2 separate regions of the Pan troglodytes genome follow, and region 1 is linked to region 2. The links are chromatin contacts, called in public HiChIP or PLAC-seq maps. All regions are on one chromosome and are shown on one strand. Each heading gives the region's core, a stretch centred on a gene start, on an enhancer-like site or on the middle of the called end of the contact. The rest is flanking DNA. Distances are from core to core; before and after follow the strand shown.

What was found. HiChIP or PLAC-seq counts read pairs in DNA pulled down with a chosen protein or histone mark.
Region 1: an H3K4me3 HiChIP or PLAC-seq map of stem cell-derived excitatory neurons shows a contact between it and region 2, with 16 times the contacts expected there. The contact joins the promoter of SPATS1 here to the promoter of TMEM151B in region 2. A contact is called at or near these places in 5 of 7 Hi-C or Micro-C datasets (blood, induced pluripotent stem cells, a lymphoblastoid cell line and 1 more), 1 of 1 datasets of contacts at active chromatin or transcription factors (stem cell-derived excitatory neurons) and 1 of 1 other capture datasets (stem cell-derived neural stem cells).

The regions. Positions count from the first base shown.
Region 1 is chr5:50,233,913-50,241,089 of NHGRI_mPanTro3-v2.0_pri, forward strand. SPATS1 (spermatogenesis associated serine rich 1) reads left to right here and starts at 5,676. Exons shown (of 9, transcript XM_518511.8): 1 at 5,676-5,808; 2 at 6,144-6,282. The coding sequence starts at 6,144.
Region 2 is chr5:50,165,379-50,173,302 of NHGRI_mPanTro3-v2.0_pri, forward strand. It overlaps TMEM151B (transmembrane protein 151B), which reads left to right and starts at 1,386. Exons shown (of 3, transcript XM_016955619.3): 1 at 1,386-1,813; 2 at 3,970-4,410; 3 at 6,317-7,924. The coding sequence starts at 1,679. The coding sequence ends at 7,441.

The sequences.
Region 1 (7,177 bases), core at 4,426-6,925, 73 kb after region 2:
TCCCACTCTCAGCCTAGCTGAAAGCAGCTTAACCATTTCTTTTGCTACCCCTCTTTCCTCTCCAGTTCACACAGAGACCCATGTAAAATTAGATCTATTTTTCCAAGACTTGGTGTCCTCAGGCCATAAGTCTTGGGGTGGGGTTGTCTTTGCCTCCTCTGTTTGGTTGGCTTCTCATATCCATTAAGTGCCTTCTGCCTGGCCCTCTTCCTCAGACAGCAGCCTTCCCACCTCATCAGACTAATCTCCCTAGAGCTCTAGGGTTCTAATAAGAAAGAAATGGCACCCTCCAGCTGAGTAACTGCAGGGTATAATAAAGGCACTATTTACAGAGGTGAAGGTGGGGTTTAGGAAAAGCAGCAGGGAATGGGGCAATGCCTCAGGGCTGTAACAGCTGGGAGTCACTTCTATTCCTAGGCCTGCAAGGTCCAGGAAAGGAAGCAGTCAGTAGTCCCCAAAGAGAGCTGTGTGGAGCCCACCCCTGACAGGGGCCGTGGCCCTAAGGGGAGGGGCATAGACAACTGAGGCCAACAGGACAGGAGCTAGGGGTTGAGGGGTAAATACCCTGACTTCACTTCCCTCCCTGCCTTCCTCCAGTGCCTCTATGGGATTTGGGGGGTGCAGTCCACATAGGCCAACCTCCCAGGCAGGCACAAAACAAGGTGGAGACAGTGGGAGTGGACCTGGGAGGGATACAAGGATGGGCAGCATATGCCATTTTTGCCTCATCATTCCTCTGATGAGAGATCTGCAGTGACTTCCTAGTCCATATTGGGTTAAACCTCATATTGAGGGAATTCCACTTCAACCTCACGTAATTCAGCCTTTTCCTTTCCTGTTCTGTAGAGTATAGGCATTCCACTCACAGAAGCTGGTGTCCTTACTCTGCATGTCTGTTTTATATATTACATAGGTTACACACATTTTAAAATCTTAGTCATTGATTTATGTTACTCAGAAATCCAAGTCCAAAGGGACTTTTGTGTTTCTGGGACAAGCGTCCTCCCAGGCCTCTCCCGGGCAGTCTGGCAGCCTAGGATGTAGCCCTGACAGCCTGGCCAGTACTGAGATGACAAACGGACCTGCTCATTGCTGAGGGCACATATAAGAAGGCTCTGGCACAGTGGTGAAAGCTTAGGCTCTGAATCTAAAGAGACTGGATTTAAACTCCAGCTTTGCCAGTTACGGTGGTGGGATGAGTTACTTCTGCCTTCTGAGTCTGTCTTTCCTCATTTGTAAACAGAGGATGATTCTACTAGCACTTCACTGTGGTCGGGATTAAATGAGATAACAAATGTAAAGAGATGGGCAAAGCTATCAGGGGAACTCAGTCAGGGAAAGGATTGTGTTTTACTCACCTTTAAATTCCTGTACCTAGCACAGTGCCTGGAACATAGCAGGTGTCTGGTCATTGTTTCCTGGCCTGAACTGATGGGGAGGCCCTCTGGCTATTTGGGAGCTGGCCATGTTAGTCAGTTCTGAGGTAGCAAATGCTCTCTCTCCCCCATCTGTGCCAGGCTTCTTCTGCCTACCATTGAAGGTTTCTGACGGTGGCCGTGCGTCAGTAATCCACTCAACACCTATTTCCCCAGCGCTGTCTTTATACAAGGCTCTGTGATGCCTCTTACTTGAAGTCAACAGTAGACAATCTACGAGCGCATCCTGTTTTCCATACCTGGGTTTATACTGCCCTCTGGTGCACACTTATGGGACACGCGCGTTAAATGAGGGCTTCTGGGTGACCTTTCCTTGACATTGGGGAAGAGAGGCTCCCCTATAGGGACAGCCTGCAGTGCCCTTTCGAGGAGAAGTGGTGTTTAAGACGCCCTCCTCACCCAGTTTAGCTTGTAGCTCTTGAGGCTTACCAAACTCGAGGCTTTTTTTTTTTTTTACCAATGTCTCTGACCCTAGGCAATTAAATAATACCATCCTTCTAGGCTCAAGTTTCTTTCTCCAGCAGGCACTTTTTGTCCTGCCAAGACTCAAGAGGAATGGCGTAGAGTTTATTTGAGTTTATCTTTCTCCCTCTGCTGTCTGGTTTCCTCTAATCTCTGGGCTCTTGATTCTTATGGCTGCCCCAGCTGCTCTCAAGGGTCTGGGGTTGCGGGAGCCAGGGGAGAACCAGAACCAACGGTTCCTATCCAGTGCCTGGCCCCCTGCTTCCACCCCCGCCTCACTGTCTATCATTCCTTCCCAGAGCCAAGCTCCCAGCTACTGAAAGCGAAGTGGGGTCCTTCAGGGAGAAGGAGCAAAGGGGAAGGGAGGGGGTTAAAGTTCAGCCCACCCTCCTCTGGCTTCACCATGAAACCTGCTAGAAGTATTTGTCCTTCATGATTAAGTTGAATAACATAAATTTGCTGATATGCAACTATGTTTCACCTACATAACCAGAAATTTTATATAGTTCAGTGGAAAACTTCACACGTAAACCCTGTGCGTGTTTGTGGTGGCCTGGAGCCCCAGGTTTCCTGAGCTCATTCAGACCCAGGAGAGCCAGGCTTGTGGAACATCAGGATCCCGGACTGTAAAGCTGAAAGGAGGGCCCTAAAGCTGGAGAAACAGTTGAGTTGACCTTAAGGACCTGGGACCACCGCCCCTCCCTGCATCAGGCCTCTATGTTCCTGCACAGGTGCTGCGGTAACCTCCAGGCTGGGCTTGGTTTGGGGTGCTCAGACAGGGGACAGCAAGGGAACACTGAGGAAGGCCTTCTTCTTGCCCAACTGTGCTCACCCTCCCGGCTATACAGACAAGATTTTCTGGGACCTTCAGGAACCTCAGTCTTCTGGGGACATCTAGCATCCTCCCCTCGCCTCTGCTGCTGAACTCTGGTTGTGGGGCTGCTGTGCACAGGAAGCTTCAGGTGCCAATCCTGGGAACACACTGGCCGTGCGTTGGGGCCAAGCTGATCAGAGGCAGCTCCACGGCCTTGAGAACACTTTAGCTGGCTCCAGTGCCTCGCCAAACCTTGGGCACAGCTGCCAGGGCAGGCCTGGTGTGACAGGCATCTAAAACTTGCCCAAGGAGTGAGGGCAAGGTGGCCTGGGAGGTTTTAAGCTGCAGAGTAAGGGAAGGCTTGTGAGTCACAGTTCACAGGACTCACTAAGGATGAGAAAGTTTCCCTTCTGTGATTCACTCGCCTGCCTTGCAAAATCACCTGACCAACAGATAGATCTTGATATCTTGGAACCTGGTGGTTCAGGTTAGAAACCTGGACTCTTTCCTCCTAGGAGGATGCAAGCAAGAGAGGGAGGGGCTCAGCTCAGACCATTGTAATCATCCATCCATCCACCCACCCACTCACTCATTTATTCATTCATTAAATAAATGGTTATTGAGCATTTATATGTGCCAGGCACTGTGCTAGTTGCTTGGCGTACAGCAGTGGACAAAACAGACAAAAATCTCTGCCTTCCTGGTGAGGCAGCCTCTTGAGTCAAGCCATTAATAACTAACTATGCTGTTGCCCAGCTAACATTTCTATTAAAAAACTGTTACCTCTCCTACCGTGGGATAAAGAGATAACATGTTTTTTAAACTTCGATAAGGGGAAATGCTCAGGATATGCAGCCATCCTTCTGTATCCCTGGGGTATTTGTTCTAGGACTCCCCTCCCACACCAAAATCGAGCATATCAAGGATGTTCAAGTCCCTTTTACAAAATGGCATAGTATTTGCATATAACTTATGCAAATCCTCCTGTACGGTACTTCAAATCATCCCTAGATTATTTATAATACCTAAAGCAATGTAAATGCTATGTAAATTGTTGCTATACTTTGCTGTTTTTATCTGTATTATTTTAAATTTTTATATATTTTTTAATATTTTCAATCTGTAGTTGGTCATATCTGTGGATCCAAAACCCTTAGATATGGAGGGCTAACTTTTTTTTTTTTTTGAGATGGAGTCTCACTCTCTTGTCCAGGATGGAGTGCAGTGGCATGATCTCAGTTCACTGCAACCTCTGCCTCCCGGGTTCAAGCAGTTCTCCTTCAGCACCCCAAATAACTGGGATTACAGGTGCCTGCCACCACGCCTGGCTAATTTTTTTTTTTTTTTTTTTTTTTTTGTATTTTTAGTAGAGACGGGTTTCATCATGATGGCCAGGCTGGTCTTGAACTCCTGATCTCAAGTGATCCACCCACCTCGGCCTCCCAAAGTGCTGGGATTATGGGATTATGGGCCTGAGCCACAGCCCCCAGCCATCAACTATAATCTTAAATTTTAAAAGCCCAATATAAGAGATATCTATATCTATATCTATCTATCTATCTATCTATCTATCTATCTATCTATCTATCTATCTATATCTATCTATTATCTATCTATCTATCTATCTATCTATCTATCTATCTATCTATCTATAATATGTTAACATATTTGTGCACAGAAAAAGGGTAGAGAGGAAGCAGCCCCTAAATATCAGCAGGGGTGTAAATCACTAGGGGTATATGACATACATGTGCATAGAAAAAGGACAAGGAATAACCCCTAAATATCAGTAGGGGAGATTGTATTTTCTAGGAGGGCCACAAGATCCCCTGTCCCCTGTGCTCTTCATACAGTATGACCATGATGGAGAGGTGTGATCTAAGTTCCCTCTCCATGCATTTGTGACTATGGAGGCAATACAACTTCTGCCTGGTCCTCCTGGGATGCTCACGTTGGAAACTCAGACACTGGTGTGAGAAAGCACATGGAAATGCCACACATGGGTGAACTGGCGCTAACCCTGCTGACCTCAACTGACAACCAGCATCAATCACCAGACACATGAGTGAGGAAGCTCCTCTGTGACCTCTGACTGAGACCCTGTGAGAGACCCCAAGCATGAACAGCCTAGCTTAGCCTAGCCAACCACCAGGATCAGAAATTAAAAATGAATGTTGTTGTTTAAAACAACAGAGTTTGAGGGTGATTTGTTATATAGCAATAGCTATCCAGAAAAAAAGTATTTAACTTCTGTATGGTGAGATCATGGATATTAATAATACTTTTCCATATTTTCCAATATTTCTATAATGACCATTTATTTCTCTTATAATCAGTAACAAAAGAAGGGAAAACTTGGTCTAAACACGAATTTAGGGACTTAAACTAGACTTGGAGAAAAGCTTTCTATGCAAGATTTATTAGATACTGGAAAGGATGAGGAAGACAAATTTAAGTCAATATGATGGAAAGAGTGGTGGATTTGGAATGAGGAAACTTAGAAATGAATCTGTTTTCTGGGTGACCTTGAGCAAGCCTTTGCTAAAATTTGGTTTTCTATTTTGAAAAACGCAGCTGGCTGTTTAAGGAAGATAATATCCACCAGGGCGCCTGGCCCAGAAAAGGCGCTCTGTAAGTGGTAGGTGGATCCTGTCTAATCAATGCCAATTATAACCAGGCATCTGCAAGCTTTGTGGAGGGCGCATCTTTCACTGCTACCAGAGCCTACAGTTCTAATAATGAAAATTGCCTGGAAAAGAACCACAACTCTTAAAAAAAAAAAAAAATCCAAAACCACAAAGTGGCTTTTGCAGAGGTCCTTGCCTGTGACACCGGGCCATAGCTGGAGCTCCTTGCTCCGCACCTCTCGGGAGCCTCCATCCTGTACCAATGGCCAGAGAGCCGGGGAGTGACAGACAGTGGGGCCGGCAGCCGAGCCAGGCAGGATGCGCGCCGCGTTACTGGAGCCGGTGTCCCGGCAACCCCGGAACGCGCCTCTGTGGGAGAAGCAGGCGGCCGCGGTGTCCCTTTTGCCCTAGGCTCTCGGTTCTCAGCCCTCGGCGTGCGGCGTGCGTTCGGCAGTTCAGTTGCCAGTTGGTTCGTTGGTCCGTGGAGGCCTCTGAGCACAGACCCGGGCCTCCCCTGGGGAAGGGGGTGGGAAGACCCCGAGGTGGAAAAGAAGGAGCACCTTGAGCTGGATGGGGGGTGCAGCGAGCCTGGTTCGGGCTGGGGGCGGACTCGCTGGGGCTCCCAGGGCTTCCAAACTACGAAACGCCCAGGTGGAGGGAGTGAGGCTCCCGTTTAGAGGCCAGTCCTGCCCTCCTGACTTTCGGTGGCTTGTGGAATTTGTTTGTTTTGACTGATACCTTTCTTACGAGGGTCTTTCTTTGTCTCTGGGTTGCTTCTAATATTTAAAATCAACATGGGCACAGATGAGTCCATCCATGCTCACTGGAAACGGTCCACGGGGCTGCCGTCTCCCCTCCATCTCAAGCGCGACCTGCGGCAGACAGCTGGAGAAGGTTCCAGAAAAAAGGGACTCTGGCATGACCGAGGTGGAGAGGACCTACAGTTGAGTTCTAAGAAATCCGGGCTGTGGAGTTGGTGGCCACATCCAAGTATACTACACCCGGGGGCGGGGGCAGGTGGGGGGCACCATTTGAAGTTTAGAAGGAAGCTAGTTTGGGGGCATGTAAAAAGAGCTGCTTGAATAGTAGCTTATGTTTGTGCTAACCCAAGATTTGATTAGGCAGAGAGCGCCACCAAAGCAGAGTCTCATAAATTACCTCACTGGATCTCACAGCAGTGGAGAAGTATATTACCTATGAGTAAAGGGAGCCAGAGATTTGACCTGCCCAGTGCTTGGGTTAATAAAAGGTGAGCCTGGGATTTGACATGAGCCTGGGATTTGACATGAGTCTGCCATACTTTCGAGCCTGTGTCCTTTCATCTTTCCTTTGCTCAGATATTAGTAGGTTTGTGTCATTGTTTACTGGATGGGACAGTTCAGGTGAGAATTATGAACACTCTAAAAATTAAATAATGGCTGGTAGCTCCATAATTGGTTAAGGCCGAGGAGGGTATTTGGGGGCACGTTTGCCTTTGGAGAACAGTGTCATGGCGCCGAACAGCCACAGTCTCCCAGAAAAGCTCAGAGTGCGCCTGCGCTCAAGTTCTCATTTACCTGTTATGGGTGAGTGGCCTGAGTGCTGCAAAAAGGGGTCGTGAAATATCCAGACTTTGCTGGATCAGATCTTAGCTTTCTCCCTGGTCTTCTGTATTCTGGGTGTGTGATCTCCTCATTCTCCTTCACAGTGGGGAGAAAGGAGGGAGGTACAACTTATTCCACCCAGCTATTAATATAAGCTAGGACCGTAGAGAAGGAGGAGCTGGAGGAGTTAGAGCTATTAATTGTCCAAGTGTGTCTGGAACAGCAAGGAGAAAAGGGTTCTGGGATTCTAACTTT
Region 2 (7,924 bases), core at 136-2,635:
TAGAGGGGTGGGAGCAGTGGCTCTCCTGTCCCCAACAAGGGGAAGGAACATACTGGGCAGATCAGTGTGTTTGTACCCTATCCCCCAAAATCAGACATCGAGGCTTTGCCCCAAACTAACTTCCTACCCACAAATATTCCCCATAGATTTTGAGTGGGAAAGATCTGAATTCTAGGACTAGCTCTGTGAGTGCTAGCAGGTGACCTTGAGTAAGCCATTCACTCTCCCTCTGCCTTGGTTCCCTGTGAGTAATTGGGGAGAACAGTTACTGTATGTCAAAGACTCTAATGACACATAGTAGGATTCCACAGTGACTGTGTATGCACAAGATTGATCATGCATGGCTTTTATTATATTCTTCATAATGGTTGTTTTTCATGTTCTTTTCTCCCCATTAGAATTTGTGCTCATGTTCTTTTCTCCCCATTAGACTTTGTGCTCCTTGCAGGAAGGAAACTGTGTTTCATTTCTGTACTGGGCACACAATAGGTACCCAACACCTGTTTACTGAATGGAGACATCCAGAAATGAATGAATGAATAAATGTCAGGGTCCTTCCTGCTGTGCCAGGGGATACAGGGAAAAGCAGTGTGGGGTGGATGGCCTGAAAGGATAGGCTGCCTGCAGTGGCTCAGCCTGGCCTGCTTCCTATACCTACAAGTCAGAGCCTTAGAAATTGTCCAGTCAACTTCCTCACTGCACAGATGAAGAAATTAAGGCTCAGAGAGAGGAAGGCACTTGCCCAAGGTCACATAACTCCTTAATGACAGATACAGAATTCAGAATTAGAACTCAGGTTTCCTGCCCTCCAGCCTAGGGTATTGCACACACTTCACTGCTTCTCTGGAGCTGTTCTTTTAGGGAAGAAAGATGGTTCAGTGAAGGCCAGTTCCAATGCCCTCCCCTCTGCCCTCTGTTAGTCCTTTCCCACATCTAGCTTCAATCTCTTCCCTTTCCCCCTATTCCATTCCTCTGGAAGTCTAGCTTCTGCCTTAACCCTTCACCACGCAACTGGGAGTAAGGATCTTCCCTAGGGTTCCAAGAATCAATTTCCTCTCCCCACTCCTCTGCCCTGGGAACTTGGGGGAACCAGAGATGTGTGTGTGTGTGTGTGGGGGGGGTGCTGTTGGTTGAACCTCGGGCACCCAGTCCACGGAGAACAGATGGAGAGGGGTTGCGGCACAGATTCTCCCAGGATAGGAGCGCGGGAGGGAGGTGCAGTGAGCAGGGCTGGGAGCGGGGAAGAGGTGTGGGGAGTCCCTGTTGCTTTACCCCTTCGGGGGGTGGTTATTAGGTAGGCTTGGGAAGGCGGAGTTTGGGGGGCTGGGGGCGGGGCTCGGCTGCGCCGGCAGGAAAGGGGGGGCGCGCTGGCTCCAGCTCGGCTCAGACAAAAGGCGGCGGCGGGAGCGGGCGGGAGGCGGAGCGGCGCCGCGAGGGCCTCAAGGTGACACCCGCCCCTGGCCCCGGCCCCCCCCGGCCCGGCCCCCCAGCCTGCCTCCCACCCTCAGCCCCCAGCCCCTTACTCCCGGTGCCCTTTCCGGGCCCCCTCCCCCGGCGGGGGGTGGGGAGCAGCGAGGGCCCCGCCCCCTCCCGTCCTCTCCCCAGGGCCCGCGCAGGATGCCCCCGGCCCCTGGCAGCCCCCCGGGAGGTCCTGAGCTCGACGCGCCCCCTCTACGCCATGTCCCCCCCTGGCTCGGCCGCGGGAGAGAGCGCCGCCGCCGGCGGCGGCGGCGGTGGCGGCCCCGGGGTCTCGGAGGAGCTCACGGCGGCGGCGGCAGCGGCGGCGGCGGACGAGGGCCCCGCCCGAGAGGAGGTGAGAGTCTAGGGCGCCCCTTCCCCAGGCGCGGCCGCAGCCTGGCCCCCCATCCCCCATCGCACGCGTCCCCCGCTGGTTCCGCCGCAGCGCGGCCGGCGCCCCGCACCCCGAGCCGGCCGCTGCAGCCGCAGTCGGCGCCGCCGCCCCCACCCGGCGGCCGGAGCTGTCCGCGGTGCCGGGGAAGGGGCCGCGCCGGGGGCGGGGCTCAGGGGTCCCGGGCAGGGGGAGGGGCCTAGGGGCGGAGCCTCGCGGACCCTGGGCTTATGAGAGTGGGGGCTATGCTCTCCCGGGGTGGGGACGGTGGCGGGGATCCTGTCTCACAGAGGGGGATGCTACCTTGAAGGCCAGGAAGGGCGACTTGTACGGGCTACAGAACGAGGAGGGTACCATGGGGAAGTGGTGGTGGTACCTGATCTGGGACCCTAAGGAGGTCAGATGTGTACAGGGGGGTCCCGCCTGTGGTCATTGGGAGTGTGTGTGTGTGTGTGTGTGGGTGGGGGGGTGTGCACCTCTCTCTCACGAGGCTCCTGCTGCTTCCTCATATCCCTAGTTGGGGTCCCTAGTACTCAGTCCTCTGAACCTGAAGACAAAGAGACGGAGGAAAGTACCAGGAGCACCCCCACTCCAGCCTCCCATACACACTTGTGCACACGCATGCACCCTGTACTAGGGCAGAGGCACACAAGCGGGGATGGGCCTGCAGGTAAAGCCCCTTTCAGAGGTACCCACATGGGGACAAGCACATAACCAGGTAGGCACATGTACCCTAATCTCCTTGTCCACATGTACTGTGTGCTATTTCCTAGCTCGCCTAACTATCCATACTTCTAGATCCAGGGACCGATGCCTATTACTGTACCCTTCTTTTCCACTCTTTTCCTCTCTTTCCTGGCTGGCCTCTAGGTCAGGCCTGAGGAATTGAGGGGGTAAGTCAGGATCCCAGCAGGAGGTTGTGTGTGTGTGTGTGTGTGTGTGTGTGTGTGTGTGTGTGTGTGGTGGGGGATGGGTTCCTAAAGCTAGACAGTAGAGAGGAGGGGTGGGAAAACAGAGGCCACTACAAGAAATTAAACTCAACACTCAATTAGGATGTGGCTGCTGGGGGCCAGCACCATGGTAGGCACCTAGGATGCAAAGAGAATGAAGCATGGGCCCTCAGGAGTACCCAGTGTAGTGGGGAGCCAGACATGTAAACAACTCCTGGGCCAACCCTGGGACAGAATGTGCCAGGAGCTTTAACAGACAGGCTCCAGGAGAGTACCAAAAATAATTTTCTCTTGATAAATTGCTGGGCTTCAAACGTCGTCCTCGCTACCCCGGTCCCACATCCCCTATGCCTGTCCTCTCCTCAGCCACATGCCTCTGCCCTTCTGGATACCTCCTCCTGGACTGCCTGCCGCTCAGGGACCCCAGCCCCCTCCCTCCCATCCTAGGACAAAGGGAAGGATGTCAGGGTGCAGGAGGGAGACTCACAGGGGAACCAGGGTCCAGAACATGGGGAATGAGACAGGGCCTGGGGTTCTCTGGAGGCCCTTATCCAAAGGAGGTGTTAGGCTAATTGTGAGGGTTAGGGAGGTGGATGGGTCAGAGGGGAGTAGCTCCTCTAGAACCTAGGACTGAAAAAAATCTGGAAGTGAGGGCCCCACTTGTTAAGTGGGGAGGTGATGTCAGTGGGTCCCTCCCCCTTTTCTAGAGGACCTGGAAGGGGTCTGGGCTGGGGACCTGCCTTCGCTGATGCCTGTCTGTCTGTCCTCCCCTGTCTTCCCTGTCCACATCTTCTGTTTCATTGCCATTTTTGTGTTTGTCTTCGGATGCTCTCTGGGTACCATCCTATCCATCTGTGTTTGCTGCCTGGGCCTCTATCTCTGGCTCTGATCCTTCTCTGCCTCTTGGGGTGTCTCTCTCTGCACTTTCCTGTACTGGCATTCCGGTCCCCTTTCCTGTCCTCATGGCTTGCTCTGTGTCACTTCTGTTTCTACCTCTGGCCCCTGGCTCCCATCTTGGTCTCACCTTTTCTCTCCATATCCCTGTTTCTCTCTGCCTGTTATCTCTGGTGCTGGCCTCTGCCCCTCCATCCCCGTATCCATCTCTGTGCTGGGTCCTGCCTGCTCTCACTTCCCACTCATCTTGGCCCCTCTCCCTGCCCACCTGAGCAGCAGCGTCCCATCCAGCCCTCTTTCACCAAGTCCCTCTGCCGTGAGTCCCACTGGAAGTGCCTCCTGCTCTCGCTGCTCATGTACGGCTGCCTGGGGGCAGTGGCCTGGTGCCACGTCACCACAGTGACGCGCCTCACCTTCAGCAGCGCCTACCAGGGCAACAGCCTCATGTACCATGACAGCCCCTGCTCCAACGGCTATGTCTACATCCCCCTGGCCTTCCTGCTCATGTTGTACGCCGTCTACCTGGTGGAGTGTTGGCACTGCCAAGCCCGCCATGAGCTGCAGCACCGTGTTGATGTGAGCAGTGTGCGGGAGCGTGTGGGCCGCATGCAGCAAGCCACGCCCTGCATCTGGTGGAAGGCCATCAGCTACCACTATGTCCGCCGCACCCGCCAGGTCACCAGATACCGCAATGGAGACGCCTATACCACCACCCAGGTGAGGAGCTGGTGGGGAGTGCAGGACATTCAACATGGGAGGTGGCACTTACGTGCTGCCTCACTCCCTCCCCACCTCCCTGGGGGGGAGGTGGGAGGAGCAAAAGGCAGCAGTGAGCTCCCATGAGCATTGCAACAGCAGGGCAATAGCCAACAACCATAATCATAACAGCAAAAACCGACCAGGAGCCAGGCTCTACTCTAAGTATTTTACACACATCAAATCATTTATTTAACCCTCATAACAACCCTATGATGTAGGCAGGTATTCCCATTTTGCAGATGAGGAAACTGAGGCCTGGAGAGTTTAAGTAATGTGTCTAAGGTCAAATAGGCAGTATGTGGTGGAGATGAGACTTGAACTCAAGCAATCTGGCTCCAGGATCTATATACTGTTTAGTGCTTAATGGATCTACTTAGTGATTAATGGCAGAGTGTGGTGGCTCAGGCCTGTAACCTCAGCACTTTGGTGAGGCAGAAGGATCTCTTGAGCCAGGAGTTTGAGACCAGCCCACCTGGCAGCAACACAGTAAGACCCCATCTCTATAAATAATAAAAAGAAGTAGCTGGTGTGGTGGTATGCACCTGTAGTCCCGGCTACTCAGGAAACTGAGGTGGGAGAATCGCTTGAGCCTGGGCAGTTGAGGCTGTAGTGAGCTGTGATTGCCACAGTGCAAGACCCCATCTCAAAAAAAAAATAAATAAAAATAGTGCTTAATGGCTGGAGATGGCTTCACATGCCCAGTATCATAGCATGCTCTTACCTGTTCAGTGAGGTGACTGCTACTGAGTTCTTTCACAGGTATGGACACCTAAACTCAGTGACTTGTCCAAAGTCTGCTGCTCTTAAGTGGTAGTGCTAGGCTCAATCCCAGCTTCCTGGATCTCAAGTTCAAGGGTCTAAGAGGAGGTGGGCGTAGGAAGTCTCACTGAGGGTGGGCAGGTCAATCAGCACTTTGTGGACTCGCCAGGATGAGACATATTGGGGTCCTGGAGGAGACGTTCCCAGATGCAGGCCATCTGTCACAGTATAAGGATCAATAGACAGAAGCCTGGGGCGGGTGAGAAGCAGGAAGGAGGCTGATGATAGCTACAGCGTGAACAGGCAGACTAGAGATAGAGGGGTTCTTTAGGGAGTGCTTCTGGGGAACCCATTGGGAAACACAATTGTAAAAGGGAAGAAAGAAGAAGAGGAGGCTGTTTGTGGTGATGTGGGGGCACTTTGGAAAACAGAGGCAGTGGCAAATGGATCAGGCAGGCCAGAGGGGCAGTTCATGGCCAGGGCCTGACCCCTAGAGGAAGCAGGGCTTAGTTAAAATTTAAATGCGCGGCCGGGCGCGGTGGCTCATGCCTGTAGTCCCAGCACTTTGGGAGGCTGAGGCGGGTGGATCACGAGGTCAAGAGATCGAGACCATTCTGGCCAACATAGTGAAACTCCGTCTCTACTAAAAATACAAAAAATTAGCCTGGCGTGGTAGTGGGCGCCTGTAGTCCCAGCTACTCGGGAGGCTGAGGCGGGAGAATGGCATGAACCCGGGAGGCGGAGCTTGCAGTGAGCCGAGATGGCGCCACTGCACTCCAGCCTGGGCGACAGAGCCAGACTCCATCTCAACAAAAAAAAAAAAAAAAAAAAAAAAAAAAGGAAAAAGAAAGAAAAAAAAATTTAAATGCGCACAGGTAGGGCTGGTTCTAGTCCGGTCATCACGTCTGATTACACAGAGGGCGTCAGTTGCCCTGTAAGTCAGACGGAAAGATCCTAACCAGCTCCAGCCGGCACCTAAACCAAGACAGACTTAGGGTCCGACCAGGCAACCAGAGCATAGATGGGGCGGGAAAGGGTGAGTGGGCAGAAGCGGGCACCGCTGACGGGCTCCCCGCGACCCCGCCGCCTGCCCCCCGCGCCGCAGGTCTACCACGAACGCGTCAACACGCACGTGGCGGAGGCCGAGTTCGACTACGCGCGCTGCGGCGTTCGCGACGTGTCCAAGACGCTGGTGGGGCTGGAGGGCGCGCCGGCCACGCGGCTGCGCTTCACCAAGTGCTTCAGTTTCGCCAGCGTGGAGGCCGAGAACGCGTACCTGTGCCAGCGCGCGCGCTTCTTCGCAGAGAATGAGGGCCTGGACGACTACATGGAGGCACGCGAGGGCATGCACCTCAAGAACGTGGACTTCCGTGAGTTCATGGTGGCCTTCCCGGACCCGGCTCGGCCGCCCTGGTACGCCTGCTCGTCGGCCTTCTGGGCCGCGGCGCTGCTCACGCTGTCGTGGCCGCTGCGAGTGCTGGCCGAGTACCGCACGGCCTACGCGCACTACCACGTGGAGAAGCTGTTTGGCCTGGAGGGCCCGGGCTCGGCCAGCAGCGCAGGCGGTGGCCTCAGCCCCAGCGACGAGCTGCTGCCCCCGCTCACCCACCGCCTGCCGCGGGTCAACACGGTGGACAGCACGGAGCTCGAGTGGCACATCCGCTCCAACCAGCAGCTGGTGCCCAGCTACTCTGAGGCGGTGCTTATGGACCTGGCGGGGCTCGGGACGCGCTGCGGCGGGGCGGGCGGCGGCTACGCGCCCTCGTGCCGCTACGGCGGGGTAGGCGGCCCGGGCGCGGCGGGCGTGGCTCCCTACCGGCGCAGCTGCGAGCACTGCCAGCGCGCCGTCAGCAGCTCGTCTATCTTCTCGCGCAGCGCCCTAAGCATCTGCGCCAGCCCGCGGGCCGGCCCGGGGCCCGGTGGGGGCGCGGGCTGCGGGGGCAGCCGCTTCTCGCTGGGCCGTCTCTACGGCTCCCGGCGCAGCTGCCTGTGGCGCAGCCGCAGCGGGAGCGTCAACGAGGCCAGCTGCCCCACGGAGCAGACGCGGCTGTCCAGCCAGGCCAGCATGGGGGACGACGAGGACGACGACGAGGAGGAGGCCGGGCCGCCGCCGCCCTACCACGACGCCCTCTACTTTCCGGTCCTCATCGTCCACCGGCAGGAGGGGTGTCTGGGCCACAGCCACCGGCCGCTGCACCGCCACGGCTCCTGCGTAGAGACCTCACTGTGACCTCCGGCCCCGGAGTGGCCCGCGCCGTCCTCCCGCCTGCCCCTCGCCGGACTGTGCTCCCTCTGCGACGCAGGGCGAGTCACCACGGTGACTGAGGCCGCGCGGGGGGCAGGGAAAGGGAGGTGAGGGCCGCAAGACAGGCCCGGATGGGGCCGAGACCCCCGCTGTCCCTGTACATAAAGAGACCGATGGGTGGGAGGGGGTCAGCTGCTCCCCGAGATCCCCCTGGCAGAGTCATTCTTCCAGCCCCACCCCTGAGTTCCTAAAGGGACACCTCCCTCCTGTCCAGCCCTTCAACAGATCTTCTGTTAGATGACAACCGTGCCGTGGGCCCCGCGTTGGGCCTTGTCTGAAGGGAGAGGCCCTGGCATGCGGATGGGAGATTTAGAGGCTGTGGAGAAGGGAACTTGGGGCTTTCCTTCCTTCGTGGCCTCCCTCCCCTGGGGCCTCTCTCTATGGAGGGAGCAATGGTTTGGTGACCAG